Linked DNA regions of Mus musculus: region 1 is linked to region 2. Evidence: chromatin contacts called from public HiChIP or PLAC-seq data. All regions are on one chromosome and are shown on one strand. The core of a region is the stretch at or near the end of the contact, and the rest is flanking DNA. Distances in the headings are between cores, read along the strand shown. Region 1 overlaps LOC108169147 (a long non-coding RNA gene). Region 2 holds the start of Tnip3 (TNFAIP3 interacting protein 3).

Region 1 (5,455 bases), core at 325-2,824, 52 kb after region 2:
ATAAAAGGGAGCCTCGGGAACAAAGAGATGTCCTATAGAATAAAGCCTTAGCTAGTTAGTTTCTCCATGGGACCTCATCTGAGCTTCCCTTGACATTACAGTACATAAAGATGAACAAATCCAAATGGCCCATTTCCTGATGCCGACGCTCCTACTCAGCTTTCCTGTCACTCTGTGTCACACACTCCTTTGAACATCTCTATCCTTAAGTCTTGCGTTTCCCTAATTTCTCATATTATGTTCATCTGGGCGTTCCCTTTCTACTCTGTTTTGTTTAATTTCATACTAAGCCCTGGCTTAAATTTTACTACGTAGACCAGGTGGGTCTCAAGCTTGTTGAGATTCTCCTGGCTCTGTCTCCTGTGTGCTAGGGCTGCAGGTGTGCACACTCCATTCAGTTTGGGGCTGTTTTTTAATTAGGCAAAACACTTAACCATATATTATTATTAATTATGCACATAGATTTTTACATTTTTACTTGTAAGCAGCTGGAGGCAAAGGTGTGCGCATGCCTTCTGCAAGCAGCTAGCATAGCATCTTGCACATAGACGGTACCAAGTGAAAACCGAGAGTTACTCACTGTATCACTGAATAGAAGGAGACAGGAAAAACCCCTTTAATGATTGTCAAAATGAAGGGTGTGGCTGAGGAACCTGTGTAGAACTTCTTCAATGTATTGGCAAAAGAGTTGTTTCTTTAGCAAAGCAAAATTTGTACAACCGAGAAAGCATTGCCAGCACAAAAACTCCATGGCCCACCACAGTTTCTGCCTCTTGGATAGCAATGGAAAAAATGTTCAAGTCATGTACCCCGGGAGCCAAAGAGATGACTTAGCAGGTGAAAGTATTTGCTGTGCCGACTTCATGCTAGAGTTTGATCCCCAGAACACTCCTCCCACCCCACCCTCCACTGAAGGAGGGAGCTGACTCAACTTTGTCCCCTGACCTCTCCACCAATGCCTTGACACTCTCTCTCTCTCTCTCTCTTCCATAGGTGTGTGTGTGCATGTGTGTGTGTGTGTGCACATGTGGTTTGTCCCTCTCCCTCTTTCATAATGATGATGACGACGATGATGAAGATAATAAAATAAAAACAAAAAGCCGTAAATGGCTTGTGCCTATTCCCACTGCCTTCTCTTGTCTGTTCCATTCACTTGCATCCGTCAGATTCTCTTTCCAGAGTTCTGAACAGTCATCACTGTTGAAAGCAGAAATGCTGCAAGCAGAATCTTTTCATTACAGAAATGTAACCTCTAACGAAAACACTGCTTTTACCTTTCATAATCTTCGCACTGGTGGGTGATTGTTACCAGTGTCTCGTCATGTTTCTCATGTGTGAGGTGTCGACGTGGAATCTAAAAGAGAAAAATATAAAAACACAAAGGATGCAAGGCTCAGATGTGGGAAGAAAAATCTATCAGTCTCGGAAAGAAAACCACCTGTTAGATGCATTTTTCCATCCAAAGTCATGTTTTTATTCTCATGACTTATTTTCCAGCGTGTCAGTCATGAGAAGAGAGACCACAAGTGTGCTTTCTGTGTGCTTCAGCGACAGGGTAAAGAGCTGGGTATAAACAAAGTCTCAGCCTTTCAGTTAAGGAAGACTCTGATGACAGAGAGAAATTGTCCAGTAACAGGGAGACGGCTGGGCATAAACTGTTAAAGCTGTCAGGCTGACATGTTTGCAATTCAATTAGCCACACTGTAGGGACAAGCTGTCCAGGGTCTCACCACCACCCAGCACAATGCCTTTCTTCCCAGAGCACCCTTTCCTCCAGGTTTTGTTCAAGGGGAATTGGTAATCATTTCCACTTTCAGGATGACAGAAGAAATTAGTGATGCTACAACTAAAAGAAATGCTTTTTACTTCGCATTTTTCTATTGAATATTAATTGCAGCATAGTTACCCAAACTGTTAAAAGCTACACAGGCAACGTGGTGCCTCAGATGGTACATAGCAGACACTTGAACTTGAAGAGTTAGATGAATCATGTATATTTTGAAAGCTAATTCCTGCAGGAAGTTAACACATTTTAAATGCCCCTGGAAACTAGTAATTGCCATGATCCCTTTAGAAAACGCAGGGAGTTGGGTCTCTGGGAAACAGGAGGGTAGCTTGTCTGAGTTTTTTGAGTTTCTGTCAAATTTTAATAACTGGCCCCCAAAGTCTGCTCATCGCAGGTCTCTGAGAAGGACTCACGTTACCTATTGGCAAACTACCTTCACACAGTGTGGGAGGGTGGCTTTTTGTTTCATTTTGTTTTCGACTCGTGGCAGCTGTTTAAAAGTCATCTGTTACCACCATGGCAGCCAGTTACTAGATGAAAGCAGAATGCCTCTTGGGACTGTTGAAAGAACTGGACCACCAACTAGTATAACTTTTTTTTCCTTCTAATTATGCAAAATTACATAACTGCTTCTCTTCTTTGTGTGGTGCTCCAGAGATGTTGCACAATTCCCCACACTCATGGAAGAGAAAAGCCAGAGATACCTGACAACTAGGGGCCTATCCTGGCAGCTTTAGAAGTTGAGCTTTTTTTTTAAATATATAAATGAAGTAATAAATAAGTTTGTAACAATGCCTATAAATGTGCTATTAGTTTAAATGAGGCATTAAGAACTCTACTACCCGGAGTCGCCAAAGGAAGCAGCGGAAGCCCAGAGAGGCCAACAACCAGTCAGCTGCCAACCTAGGACTAACTAGAGATGTAGTTCTTTATGTTTATTCCTCCACAATTGCACATTGTAGATGGGATATTTGAAATATAAGTATATTTCTTTTAACAGTAATGTTTACATTATAAATGAAACCTCATCAATAGATATGACAAAGGCAGTGGTCTCACATTATTTGGCAGATGGAAAGGGAAACCTTGAGACTTCATCTGCACTAAATCCCAGATTAGGGTAACTTCAAGTTGCCCCACAAACAACTGTAGTGAAATATGCTCCTTAATAATCTCAGCACTTGGGAAGTAGAGGCAGGCGGATTTCTGAGTTCGAGATCAGCCTGATCTACAAAGTGAGTTCCAGGACAGCCAGGGCTACACGGAGAAACCCTGTCTCTAAATAAAATAAATAAATAAATAAATAAATAAATAAATAAATAAAAAATCACTAAGTAAATGAAGCACAGAATCCCTCTGGCTGGGTTGCTATGTCCTTGCATGGCTTGGGTCCTGGAAAGCTGACTAAATGTCCTGAGGGAATGGAGAAAGTATAGACACACAGACACAGAAGAGCTGGGATCGAGTGGACCAGGCTCTCTGATGTAGAAGCTGCAGCACCCAGAAAGCTCAGTGTGTTTATTTTATACAGCTGAATAGAGACACAGGACTATTGAATACAGATAAACAAGGAGGCAGGGCTATTACACAGCTGACCAAGATGGCAGGTTTAGCTCATCTTGGCAAGAGAAGTCTGTGGAGGAGAGTAGTCTTCAGGGTGTAAAAGCCTAGGGGGAAGCCAAGAGAATATTAGCATGGACATTATCTGCACACTGTCAAAATTCTCACTTGGAACAGAGGAAGCCTTAGACATTCCTCTGAGACCAACCATGAGAAGGCTTTGGCACTCCCATGAGTCTGAGCCATTGGACCTTTGACGTGGTCATGACCATGTCAAACAATACACAGCCAATCAGAACGTCACTCAATCCCTACACTGGGTGATCATGAACTCACTGAAGTTCTCTTGGATGGTATGAAGACTAGCAGACAGATAGACAGACAGACGGACAGACAGAGTAAACACCAGGCAGGAGGCCCTGAGTCACAGGTACACTGGGACTAAGAGAACATGGCAATTATCTTTGATAATTTCTTGTTCAATGTAAATTAAGACATTTTAACTTTATTAAACATTTTACATACTTAAACCAGATCTGAAATAAAATAAACAAGCTGGACACAGATTTTTTTTTTTTTGCAAGAGCAATTGTGCTGGAGGTATAGAAGAAGGGTCAACCAAAACAACATGCATAAAAGTGCCATAAGGAAACCCGTGACTTTTTATGCCAATTTAAAAAAATTAGTAAAAATTTAAAATTGCATGTGAATGCTAAAGAAACGGTGTTAGAACCAAGGGTGTGTCAAACCACGCCACCTGTTTGCAGGAGCACAACAGAAGTCACTATTTTTGGATGCTCATAGTCATCTACAGGATGGAACACAGGGCCCCCAATGGAGGAGCTAGAGAAAGTACCCAAGGAGCTAAAGGGATCTGCAACCCTATAGGTGGAACAACAATATGAGCTAACCAGTACCCCCCAGAGCTCATGTCTCTAGCTGCATATGTATCAGAAGATGGCCTAGTCAGCCATCATTGGGAAGAGAGGCCCCTTGGTCTTGCAAACTTTATATGCCCCAGTATAGGGGAACACCAGGGCCAAGAAGTGGGAGTGGGTGGGTAGGGGAGCATGGCAGAGGGAGGGTATAGGAAACTTTCGGGATAGCATTTGAAATGAAAATAAAGAAAATATCTAATAAAAAAAAAGAAGCCATTATTTTGCCTAGAAGTACTTGTGTCTCTTATAGATATCATGGTCTAACAGAGGTCTTGCCATGATACATCTGATCCCTCTCCAACAAAGTTACTGTCAATTTATTACCCTCTGCTAAGATCACCCCTAAAACTTATGATCTATTCCTTTGGAAACCTTCAGGAAAGTTCTACATTTAAGTTGGATGACTGAGATGAGGAACATCAAGCTGCACAATGCCAATGGCTTTCAAAGGATCCCAGGATGGAACCCCTGAAGCTGCTCTCCCAACCCTCCACCTGCTTGAGAGCTACTTTTTAAGCCACAGAGCTAGAGCAGCAGAATGGCTGTGAGCAGCTTGCTTTGAAGTCTAATTTTCCCACACCTCTCCATCTCCTCTTCTGTAAGCAGGGGTGATGAGTGCATCCTTCACAGGACTGCAATTAGCTGGAGTGCCTGCCTGGTAGGTAGCTAGTACTGTACAATTTTAAAAATTGGGACACAGTGTCATATTCCCCTAAGTAACACAGTATGCTGGGAAAAAGTCTGTGCAGCAGTCATGCTATTTTGGCTCCTTCTGAGTAGGTGGGTCAGTTCACTACCTTGACTCATGATCCTATTGACACAGCTTGATGTGTACCAGTAGATATGAATTATTATTTCTAAGATTTTTATGGCTAATGATTTCAGGTAAGGCTAAGGAGATGGCCTCGGAGAAGTCAATATGAAGTGACAAGCCTTAGAGGTTGCAGATCAGGGGTTTCTTGTTTTCATATCCCAGCATGGGCCAGAGTAAGGTCTTTCTGCCTTAACAATAGAAAAGTGATCATATGCTAACTGCATATGATGAATTGGAAGATAAACATTATTGTCAGTTAAGAGTAGAGGGTGACACTTCATTGTCGCCAACAGTGTTTTGCTTGAATTTTTAGTAGAGTATTTAAACTGTTTTATTATTACATTTTTTTTGTCAACA
Region 2 (4,883 bases), core at 311-2,810:
ATCTGGTGTCCCACGCACCCTCCAACCCCCCAGCAGTGTTCTCTGTACAAAAAAAAAAAAAGTAAAACACATTGACTCTTGGCTTTTATTTTATAAGTAAGGTTTCTGTACTAAATCTTTAAGAAAATCTACTTGTAACCACAGGAGTACTGATGTACAAGATTCTGAAATAGTCATTAAAAATGGAGACATTGAGAAGAGAAGATAGAGCACAGGGCTAGAAAGAGGTTTTGAAAGAAATATATCACCAGGAATTTCTAGATAGACTAGACTGGTCAGCTTTTTACCATGGATTCTATGCCTCAGGTACATTTTTAAACCAAGCAGAGTCAAACAAACACAAAGCTGTTCATATTTGGAGTAAGTTTTTGCGTGTGTTTTCTTTTCTTTTCAGTTTTTCTTCAGGTAGCAAAGTCATCTGATATCATAGTAAATACAAAGACATTTAGTCATTGGGTTCTAGGAAGGGCCTTCTTATAAAACAAGCAATCCTTCTAAACAATTCCTTATTATCATTTTCTGTGAAATAAAGTCTCTGTTGAAAATGTTTGGCTATTTCTTCTACCAAAACATTCAAGTCAACTGCTAGGACATTCAAGTTGTGACACAGCAAATTAAATATCGAAATGAACAAAGGAATTCCACTTAGTTTCTCATTATGTCTTGGGCAACTCTTTAAGAAGACTTTGAGATAATCCAGCAAGTTGGCAGAGTGGGTAATTCACAGGCCACTGAGACAAATAACTGAATTTGATCTCTGGGACCCACACCGTGGAAGGAAAGGCCTATCATTGGCAGGCAGTCAGTCTTCTGGCCTCCACAGTCACTCTGTGGCATATGTGTATGCACACATTTAAAATAAATGAATAAAAATATACTAAAACTAAGAAAGCATAATAATGAATTCATTGAAATAGTGAATGTTTTTTGTAATAGCTGAAACAAATTATAGCACCAGTTGAATATATTAATGTTATAAGTCTTTTACTGCTAAATATCTTATTTCTAATCACATCTTTACAGTACATGTTTTAGACTTTACACTGAACTAACTTCTTCTACAGAACAAAATCACATAGGAAAAGGAAACTGTGCAGATGTGGTCCTGTCATTTAGTAGAAGCAGCCCAACTCAGTGAGTTCAAAGCCAGTGACTTTTCATTTGTCAAATAATACTGGTTCAAATTCTGAGCAGGTCTCAATTGAAGAAGGTGGTTCAGCTACTGAAGTTCTCTACTCTTTGACCCCTCTATCATCGTGTTCTTGGCTCTGAGTATAGCCACCTTAACCTGACACATGCTCTTACCTCTGTGTGCTCCATGCAAGCTCCAGCCGCACTCAGTCCAGACATGTCCTGGGAAGACAAGGAAGCTGTTTTTCTGAGAGTCTTGTAAAGCAGAAGGAAAAAGAGAGAAAGAAAAGCTCTTATAGTGCCTTTCACGATGAGAACGGGCAAGCTTTGGAAAACCTATGTCTCTGTTGACTCGCGGTAGAAAATAATAACAAGTTCTCCTTAGACTCCAGCAGAAGTGACTGTATGTTAACCACACAGAATAAGGATGCATGAGAAGTGTGATTTTAACTTTTATTGGCTTCCATGTAACTGGGATTTCCCAGGATGTCTCAAGTAGGCAGGCAGTGACTAAGATGTGGGGCAGATTGGCCTTGCTATGTATATAAATTACCCTTCTTCCTTTAGAGCAGTTTCTCCTACTAGAGGAGGAAGTTTCTACCCACAGAATGCCTGGGGCTAACCTAGCTTTTCTTCTGGCCTAACTGCCAGAAATTTATCATATTTACCCAAGTAGTTAGGTCACTGTTGATTTTTTGACAGCTGATTTCTTGTTTCCTACGGGTGTGACTTTCCAGCAATGTCTCCTAAACATGAGTTTAGCTGTGTAGGCCATGGTGAGTCACATGCACCTGTGAGTGCTACGAACTATCACAGAAGCAAAAATAAATAATAATAATAATAATAATAATAATAATTCTTAACAAAATAAAATGTATGTTGCTTATACACCAAGCCTGGCTTTCATATTGAATACTCATAAGCTGAGTTCAAATTTTTTACCAAGGCATTTGCTTAAATCATTAGATCAATTTTTCCTCCAACATTTTGCTCTGCCTTAATTGGCTGGCTCCTTCCTGTCCTGCTACAGACCTTTCAGTTAATGGTGTACTGGAGATGGGCTGCATAGGGGGCTGAGGGCATTGAGGTGTACTGGAGATGGGCTGCATAGGGGGCTGAGGGCATTGAGGTGTACTGGAGATGGGCTGCATAGGGGGCTGAGGGCATTGAGGTGTACTGTAGATGGGCTGCATAGGGGGCTGAGGGCTTTGAGGTGTACTGTAGATGGGCTGCATAGGGGGCTGAGGGCTTTGAGGTGTACTGTAGATGGGCTGCATAGGGGGCTGAGGGCATTGAGGCATTGGAGCTGTTCTTTGGACGGAATCTTCTGGAACAGAAACAAGTAAAGAAGGGGTTGCTGAAATGAAAAAAAAAAAACTTCTTTAAGTTCAGTCACATGACTGGAGCCTTTTGTAGAGTCACCCCCATACAAATAGGATAAAATGAAAAACAAAACAAACAAAAAACAGAAAACTAGAAACAAAGAAAAAACTCTGGGACCATAAAAGTTTTAAAAGCAAGTGTGTACATTTCTGAGGTCTGACCTTCCTTTTCCATCTATCAGATAGTCAGTCTATCTCTCACTTTCTCCTACACTACTCCATGTTCCTGTCATATTAACTTACCTTAACAACCTGAAATGAGGCTTTTCTGTTCTCCCTTGTGCCCTTGAGCATGCCCCTTTGCCACCCTGCTCCCTGCCCATAGACCTGGTGAACTCAGAACCTCTCCTGTCCTCTGACTGTACCCTGTCTCTTCTCCCCAACCAGAGGGAACACTTCTCCAATTTTGACCATGAGTTTCTTTGTCACTGTGTTCATCTCTGTATCTACATGCTCTAGCAATATTAAACGTATTTCATAATATGAGAAGATTGGTGAATCTCTGATCTACTATACTCCAAATGTGTGGATTTTTGTAAGTGCATTTGCTTACTTCCTGCTATTTTGGGGGTGTGTTCTGAAGATACATATGAGTGAAAGAAAGTTGTGCTGCCTTAGAGCAATATCCAAAAATACCAGTGGGAGTCCAATTGTTCCTGTAGAGTTCTGAAGGTAAAAGTTATGACGCACACATGCTCTGAGTGTAGAGGAGAGAAACAGACGCTGGCGTGTTATCCACACCGAGACATGCTCATCAAAAATAAAAAAAAATCTTTAATGGGAAAGCAATTTTATTCCAACACACACTCATATAGCCTCCTTCCAGTCCCCAAATATACATACTCAGAGGAAGGTGTATACAGTTAAAAGTTCTTTACGCTTTTCTGTGGTAGGTTGTACTGGAGTATGAGAGGCAGCAATGTGAACCCTCAAAAATGGTCTAAAAGAACATTCTCTTCAAATGTCATCCTTGGCATGTCTGTCCCTGACGTCTTCCTTGCCATGGATCCTGACCCAGGCTCCTCATGTGAGGTATGATGGCTTCTGTCATGTCAAATCCTACAGCTTCACAATTCTCATCATAACTCCTCTGTCTTTTCTGCTGTGCAGACTGATAGCAAAGTGAGTTTCTGTGAGTTCTTGGTCCTAAAACATATGAATAAGCTGGGTGTGGTGGCACACGCCTTTAATCCCAGCACTTGGGAGGCAGAGGCAGGTGAATTTCTGAGTTTGTGACCAGCCTTGTCTACAGAGTGAGTTCCAGGACAGCCAGGGCTATACAGAGAAACCCTGTCGTGAAAAACCAAACCAAACAAACAAACAAAACCTCAAACAAACAAACAAAACAAAAACAAAAACAAAACCGTATGAATAAACATTTCCTGAGGAGACTGGGAACATCAGTAGGCCTGGGCCAGGAATGAAAAGAGGCTCTACAGGCCTTGGTGCCTTGGCTCCACTCCCTCTCAGGGGTGACTCTCACTCATTCTTTTTTTCACAGAAAATCTCACCTGTTGAGGTGACTTTCAGAGAAACTGAAGTGTTATCTCCACATCTCCAAAGCAATTTTAAAGCTTTCTCAATCATGAAATTGCCAAAGTAATATTTTACAATAGGAGAAAATAAACCTAAGGAATTTTCAGGCACTTATCAGCAACTATCATTGGTGATATCGACCACACTTTTCTCACAATTAGTCTGAGAAGATAGCATGGCATGTCTGCCGATGTCTGAAGGCTTTCTTTGGCAGGCACCTGAATCGATGTGCATGGAGGTTGAGGGGCACACACTATTTTAGTAAGAGACAGAGGATCTGAAAGGAACATGTTCTAGTTGTAGGGTTAGGTCACCTGGCTTCATACCTCAGCTCTATCACTCAAGGCTTGTGACTGGGTAAGATGTTTCAGCAATTAAAGGGCCAACTCCAACATTATGCGGTGGGATAATGGTAATATCTTTCCCAGAGTAGCTTTTTGTGATAGTGAAGATAAAAGCTTGGGTAGTAATCATAATGTGATATTTAAAATGGGCTAATCAAGCAGATTGCATAACAAAGGAGAGGGACATCCCTGTTTGGTGGGTCATTTACTATGCACTTGGGAGTGAGTTCCAAAGGAAAATAAGTAAAAGTCCATGCTTACAAGGACATTTGCATATTCAGTACTCATGTGTGTGTGTCTATAGATGCTGACAAGCATATGTAGATGTACTTATGTACACATATATGTGATGCTGTATGTATATCCATATGTAAACTGGGCAATACATAGAAGCCCGAAAATAAGTGCTAATGCCAGTACAGCAAGTAGCAGTTCAGAACAGAATGCTCCTTCTCCTCTATTCACAGTCATGGAAGAACTTAAGTGTCCA

The links. HiChIP or PLAC-seq counts read pairs in DNA pulled down with a chosen protein or histone mark.
Region 1: a contact with region 2 is called in a BATF HiChIP or PLAC-seq map of CD8 T cells, with 10 read pairs. The contact joins the enhancer-like site here to the promoter of Tnip3 in region 2. A contact is called at or near these places in 1 of 39 promoter capture datasets (stem cell-derived epiblast-like cells), 1 of 15 datasets of contacts at CTCF or cohesin (CD8 T cells), 4 of 115 datasets of contacts at active chromatin or transcription factors (CD8 T cells, bone marrow-derived macrophages, embryonic stem cells and 1 more) and 2 of 9 other capture datasets (adipose tissue and pancreatic islet).

Annotation. Positions count from the first base shown.
Region 1 is chr6:65,534,475-65,539,929 of GRCm38.p6, reverse strand. LOC108169147 (a long non-coding RNA gene) reads right to left here. Exons shown (of 3, transcript XR_001785269.1): 2 at 1,275-1,354. Among named protein-coding and RNA genes, the nearest start is that of Tnip3, 53 kb to the left of the region's middle. Within about 2 kb of position 1,574, at least 21 of the 459 cell types and tissues checked have an H3K27ac peak or open chromatin away from gene starts, as enhancers often do. A contact at or near this core is called in CD8 T cells and memory CD8 T cells, where this site is marked.
Region 2 is chr6:65,587,075-65,591,957 of GRCm38.p6, reverse strand. It overlaps Tnip3 (TNFAIP3 interacting protein 3), which reads right to left and starts at 1,560. Exons shown (of 8, transcript NM_001001495.2): 1 at 1,306-1,560. The coding sequence starts at 1,350.